2 separate regions of the Mus musculus genome follow, and region 1 is linked to region 2. The links are chromatin contacts, called in public promoter capture Hi-C maps. All regions are on one chromosome and are shown on one strand. The core of a region is the stretch at or near the end of the contact, and the rest is flanking DNA. Distances in the headings are between cores, read along the strand shown.

Region 1 (3,306 bases), core at 540-3,039, 1.0 Mb before region 2:
GTAATACATATAGCTGAGAAAATAAGAGAGCAATGATGCAGAAGCATCATAGAGTCGTGTTTAGCTCTATGTCATTACTATCAGCAAATACTGTACCAGGCTGAATGGAAAGCTCTCATTATTACTCTCTGGGTTAATGTGATACCGTGATATTCAATTCTGAGCTAATTAGATACTGCAGGGTATTAACCTTTTTCTCTATCATTTTTTTGCAACTTAATATCTACTAGAATTTATACTTTCATAAATAGTTTATTTGGACCTTAGAAACAAATCAGTGATATTTTAGTGTAATGGAGTTGAAGTTTGTAGCCCATCGTTTGATTTTATTCAGTAACCGTTTTTTGGAGGGAGAAGTATGTTGATATATATTAATTGAACTATGCATAAAACCAGTAGGTTCTGGTGAGCAGAAAACAAAACAAACAAACAAACAAACAAACAAAAAACAGAAAAGAAAGAAAGAAAAGAAAAGAAATGCAGGTGAGACATCTGTTCCACAAATTCTATGTAAGGAAAGTAGAGAAAGAAAACCAAATCACAGAGCACCAAAACAATTCAACTGAGGTAAATTACCTAGATACTGTTTCAAAGCACATGTCAAAGGTCAATAAAAGCTAAGAACTTCATAGGTTATTGACACCAAAGTAAAATAAGGCTTGTACTTGATTTTTGATATGTTGAAAAATACCAGTGATCTATTTTACTGCAATTTCTTCTTTCAGTTGTCCATGTACTATTACCAAAATACTGTATTTTTCTATAATATGTAACTAAGATTTTTCAACACAAGCTCCATTTTACAACATTGGTTACTTCTATTTATTTAAACTGAAAAAATAAGAAGGTTATAGTGGCCTAATGGCCAAAATATTAAGAGTAATAGTAATAGCAACGATGATTATAATGATAATGATGATGATAATACTCAAAAACATTGCTCTTTTTTCCTAAAGTCACTTTTAGATACAATATGGTATTCATGAGTGAAACAGATTATTGTGCATGAATTCTCCTTTTAATGGAAAATACTATCCAAATGTATTCTGTGGTACCAAGATTATCAGTTAAGTACAAAATTATTTCTAGGTTAAATATTTTAAACTATAATTTTTATTATTTCCCATGAGTCACACAAATGGAGACAAACAAATAATTAAAAAGAATTCAAATATTCTGACTAATGTTAGATTGAAGAGACTAGTTCACTGGGAAAGAAGGAAGAACGATAGAATGTTAGAAGGATAGAAGCCAAGGGTGGTTGTCCATAGAAGAAATACTGCTGCTCTATACCACCCTATGCTTTATTAGGAGTTATAGACTATCCTGAAATACATATCAGAAATTGTCTGAATAAGTTCACAAGTAAGTAAATGAACAAGTAAATAAACATGTTATATTTGTATGGTGTTAGAGTTTCATTGTTAAATTTGCCTTGATATGGTAAAATTCTACCAGAGAAATTTTGGCTCATTGGATTTCCATACATAACTACATAACCCATGAAGTAAAATGTGGGCTATTCCAATATCCACAACGTGACTATTCTTCCTATAAATGCATGAATATTTGTATGTAAAAATCTTTCATAAAATTTTATTCTGAAAATAATGACTAATTGAGACTGCTTGTCCTCCTACAGGGTGTAACCCCCCCAACCCCCAGCCTGTAACAGGCTGATCCAGACCTTGACCTTGCTGCCACTAAGGAGATTACCTAGGGTGGAGCCTTCCTGCCTAGATGACTCTATTGTTCAGCCACTGCTGCTCTTCTCCTTCAAGACACTGCTACCTGCTGAGAGGACCCTGAGCTATTCTAGAGACTTCATCCTATCCTGCAGGTCATCACCTGCAGCTGGTTCCAGGCTCCAAGAATGGATTAACGGGAATGGGCCGCCCTTCTCCCCCCCACCCCCTTTATAAGCACAGTTTTCTATTAAACATTCGAGCTTTGATCAGGAACCTTGACTTAGTTCCATTTTTCTCTCGACCGCCTAGTTCCCCTCTCTTTTCAGCCCCGGGTTGCCTCCCAGGTGAAACCCGGTCTATGTGAGCTGCAGGACAGCTTCCAACAGTCTTTATAAATTGTCTTATAGAATTTAACATTCTTAATATATGATCATCTATGATGTTGGGACATTGGATGGAGAGGTACATTAGTTATCATTAGAAACATAAGTGTGATAGGTTGTTTGGATGCCAACCTGGCAAGAATATAGTGCCCTGTTGTTTAAGTAAGCAAGAATCTAATTGTTGTGAAGGCATATTATGATGCGAGTGGCTCCCATACTAGATTGTCTGGTTAACTTTAAATAAGGTATATTACTCTGTATAATGGAAATACCATTTATTCAATTAGCTAGAAGCTGTCAAACCAAGGTTTTAGAGAGGACTTAGTTTCAAGAGTACACTATTAACCACTTAGAGTTTGTAGCCTGGTCTTCTATACTGCACACTTCAGACTTGGCTCTCTGATGTGTGAGTTAATCTTTAATAACTTCCTAGACTTAGATAGATATGTATGACTGTTGATAAACAGTCCATTCACAGCATAGTTAGGGGCTGAGGTGAATGAATGGATGAATTGACAAAGAATCATGAATGATATGAAAATTTTTTGTTATTCTAAAAGGATCCAATCAAAGAAGAGAAGTATTGGTGACAGAAAGAAGGGAGATAATAGACAAGGGAATGACAGCCAGTACCTAACATCTAAGTTAGAATGTCATGGTGAAAGCTATTATTTTGTACAATTGACACACACCATAAAATATTAAAAAGAGAATGGTGCTGAATACTATAAAAACAAAAGGCAGAAATGGAGGTAAATTTTCTTCTTTTTTCCCCCCCAGGAGTCAAATCAAGAATCTTTACTCACTGGCAATCCACTCAAACTGGGGGCTCTCTTGAAAAAGAACAACAACAACAACAAAAAAAGCGGGCTTAGACAGATGGCGCCTCAAAGTTTAAGAGCAGCTTCTCAAGTTCTGTGGTAAGGGAAGTGATGGCTGTTTTTCCTACAAAAATCTCTGTACTTGTGATTATTGGATTCATCAGGTGACAAGGTGTTTCTCTCTTAAAATTACAGCTAGAAAGATTAAGAATTTTGTTGGTTGAAATGAGCAAATGTATGCAGCCACTTCATTTTTGTTTCTGAATGGTTTTAAAAGTATAAATATGTATTACATGTCTTGATAACAGATTATTGGCTTATAAGTTATTGTTTATGATTAAAATTTTGTAACATTAGTAACAGAAAGCTGGCTTAAAACTGGTAACTCCAGGTTGGAGTAATTCACAACTACAA
Region 2 (3,145 bases), core at 93-2,592:
CAGGATTTGTAGCATTAGTTTGGAATGCTTGGAAAGTTTACACTAACTAAACAAATAGCCTCCGATTTTAGATTTGAAAGTAGGTTTAGGAGAGACTATAGCTGCCCGTAAATGAAAATGTAGTTCTATTGAAAGTGAGGCAGAGGGAGAGTATTAGATGGACCATAGGTGTGCCCACTATAATCAAAGTCATTTTAGCAGTTCTCTCTCACTTTGCGAGAAAGACATGCTTCAATTAACAGCTTCTAGAATGCCTTTCCATACACTGGACCGATCTGTGAATGAGAGTCCGTGGATAGGAAGGAAGGAGAGTCAGAGTTCAGTATCCAACCCCGAAAGAATCAAGAAAAAAGTATGGCCGGTGCTACTCACGGCTCTGCCTGGAGACTCCGGTCCTCCGCCACGTAATTGGAAGGAATGTAGCCCTGTAGCTGCTGACCTAAGCCGGTTCCCTTCTTCTCCAAATGTCTGGCCAACCACCAGCCCTCATGCGAAGTGTCCAAGACTTGGAGTTTGTCGCCGGCACGGAAGCTCAGGTCCTCTGCAGTACGTGCTTGGTAATCAAACAGAGCCACAAAATACTGGCCATGGCTTCTCTCGGGCTCTTGTGACCTGGGAGCCTCTGGGGGACAGAAGGCCCCTGGATTCTCAATTACTACTGACTTGTCTGCCTCTTGAGACCAGCACGGGAGAAAAGGCTGCAGGTATGCCCAGAGTCTCACACAGACGCTGCCCATGGTGTTGTTCTAGCTTAGTAGTTGTAGGAGAGGATAGTCCTCTCCCCACAAGCTGTACAGAGCCACGGTCCTCCACCAGGCAGCTTCCAAATCAGCTGCAACTCACCATACCTCCCGCTTCGGATCTCTCCTCTCTCCGGCAGATCTGGGCTTGGCCAAGACACTCACAGCTGGCTTTCTGTTTGTAGCTGCTGCCCTGAGGCAAAACCAAGAGAGGACTGAGCTGGAGGTCCAGTGGGAAGGTGCTTCTTCCTGACTGCCTGGGCACCGAACAATAAGTAAAATAAAAAGGGTTTTATTTAGAGGGACATTTGAGAACAAAGAACAGCCACCTCTCCCTCTGTCCCCGGAAAAAGTTAGAGAGAGACTAACTCCAGGAACAAGCTCCCAGCCCGGCCTGCTCCAGCTGCTCTCACCCTGCTTCAAGCCTGCAGCTGAGAGAGTTCTGCTCTCTCCGGAGCTTTCCTTCTTGCTAATGAATAACCAGGCCGTGGAGGTTATCGCCTTTAACATCCTGAGCTGTACAGACTGTAATAATTCCTCCTAACTTCCTGGTTTCTTTTTGTCTGATCTAAAAGGAACTCCCAGGTCAGCTTTCCCGCTCCCTCCTCCCACACCCAGGATAGACCAGCCCCCTTACCAAGAAGCCAGATTCTTAAAGCAGCCAAAACCCAGAGAAACAGGCTAGCCCAGATGGCTATCTGTCTTGCTATATTCCCTACACAGAATGCAAGGCAGAGATTTATTTCCTCACAAATATGAGTAGGATTGTTTTGATACTGGTAGAGAAAATTTTAAAAGGAGAAAACTGGGTGTTTAGGTAGGATCTGCCAGACATGTGGCAATTGAAAAAGAGCCTTTGAGTCCCTACCATTTTTTTTTTTAATCACTAGGAATAGATTTTAATAGCCTCAGAAGTTTCTGGTGAAAAAAAAAAGAGTAGCAAAGCAGCTGGGCAAAATGCTGAGAACCCGAAAGGCTGCTTTTTCCCACAGAGACATCTCATTCCTGACCCCTTACATCGCTATTTCTGTAGCACGTGTACCCAAGCACACACAGGAGAAACAGGTGGCAGGCTGATAAGAGCATTTGTAGAGATGCTGTCTCTTCAAGTTGGACTTCAGGTCCATAGTCATGCTGACTCCGTGGGGTTGTGGTGAGACCTCAGAACAACTCAGGCTCAGGTTAAGATAGACATTCTGGGACTGCAGCACTGAGGGCCAGCAGAAAAAAATGGAAACAGGCAACCTCGGGAGGGGACCATTTCTTAAGGGAAATAAGGTTGCAAATGACAAAGCAGGCCGCAATGTTCTTTGTCTTCCACATATATGTACACCCATACATAGACACATATCCATCACACATGGCTCACACACACACACACACACACACACACACACACATAAAGCCAAATTCTGAGACATATTTTGTTTTATTTTAATACCATGAGACCTAAAACAGACTGCACGTGTAATTCCTTATTTTACACAGAAATGAAAATAGTGATCATGATACCAATGAATCATAACAAATATTCTGTACCAAACACCATGAACTGTGAAAGTGTGGTATCTTCTTGATTTCTTTAAACATGGCTTACAGATGCTGTGGTCTTTCCTGGGACATCTACATGATGTAGAAACAGAAAGAATGAGAAGGTCTACTAAGCACAGGTGGACCCAAACTCAACTTTAAGTGGATTTAAGACTCCAAACCCTTTGCTATTCTAAATTTTTGTTTGTTTGTTTGTTTTTGGTTTTGGTTTTTGGTTTTTTCGAGACAGGGTTTTTCTGTATAGCCCTGGCTGTCCTGGAACTCACTTTGTAGACCAGCCTGGCCTCGAACTCAAAATCTGCCTGCCTCCTGCCTCCCGAATGCTGGGATTAAAGGTGTGCCCCACCACACCCAGCCTTGCTACCCTAAATTTAAATATACCTTCACTGTGACTAGGTCAAAACATTGTGGGAAATGACAGTGACAAACAGCCCATCCCATCCCCTGAGGAGGTGAAGAGACTTAAATAGCACCAACAACCCAAGGATGTCAGGAAAGCAGTGGCCTGGGAACCTGACCCAGTGTGAGAAGATTTTTTCACGTCGGTGACAGTGGAACTCTCCTGGGCACCCAAGCTTGATGCCTGACAGGTGTCTTTGACACCTTCTCTGGCTGCTTTCAGCAAGTCAGTCACCTATGTCTGCTCAGCCTTCTTTTCATTTATTCCACACAAAAAAACAAAACAAAGAAACAAACACACAAACTCCATCTGAATGACAACTGGTCACTGAACAGGAAATAGAAAATTCCACAGTCTTCAATGGCCTCTCTTACTCCCGGTCATTCATCTCCGGCTTGCCTGAATCCTGAGGTGAATGGCCAGGGACTGGCAAGAGCACAGCAGCCATATGTAT

What was found. Promoter capture Hi-C pulls out the DNA fragments that hold promoters and counts their contacts.
Region 1: a contact with region 2 is called in a promoter capture Hi-C map of embryonic stem cells, with 4 times the contacts expected there. The contact joins the enhancer-like site here to the promoter of Frk in region 2. A contact is called at or near these places in 6 of 39 promoter capture datasets (the HPC-7 cell line, embryonic stem cells, hippocampal neurons and 1 more).

What each region holds. Positions count from the first base shown.
Region 1 is chr10:35,477,479-35,480,784 of GRCm38.p6, reverse strand. No RefSeq gene overlaps it. Among named protein-coding and RNA genes, the nearest start is that of Amd2, 230 kb to the left of the region's middle. Within about 2 kb of position 1,789, at least 3 of the 459 cell types and tissues checked have an H3K27ac peak or open chromatin away from gene starts, as enhancers often do. A contact at or near this core is called in embryonic stem cells, where this site is marked.
Region 2 is chr10:34,481,597-34,484,741 of GRCm38.p6, reverse strand. It overlaps Frk (fyn-related kinase), which reads right to left and starts at 1,342. Exons shown (of 9, transcript NM_010237.3): 1 at 1,154-1,342; 2 at 373-997. The coding sequence starts at 737.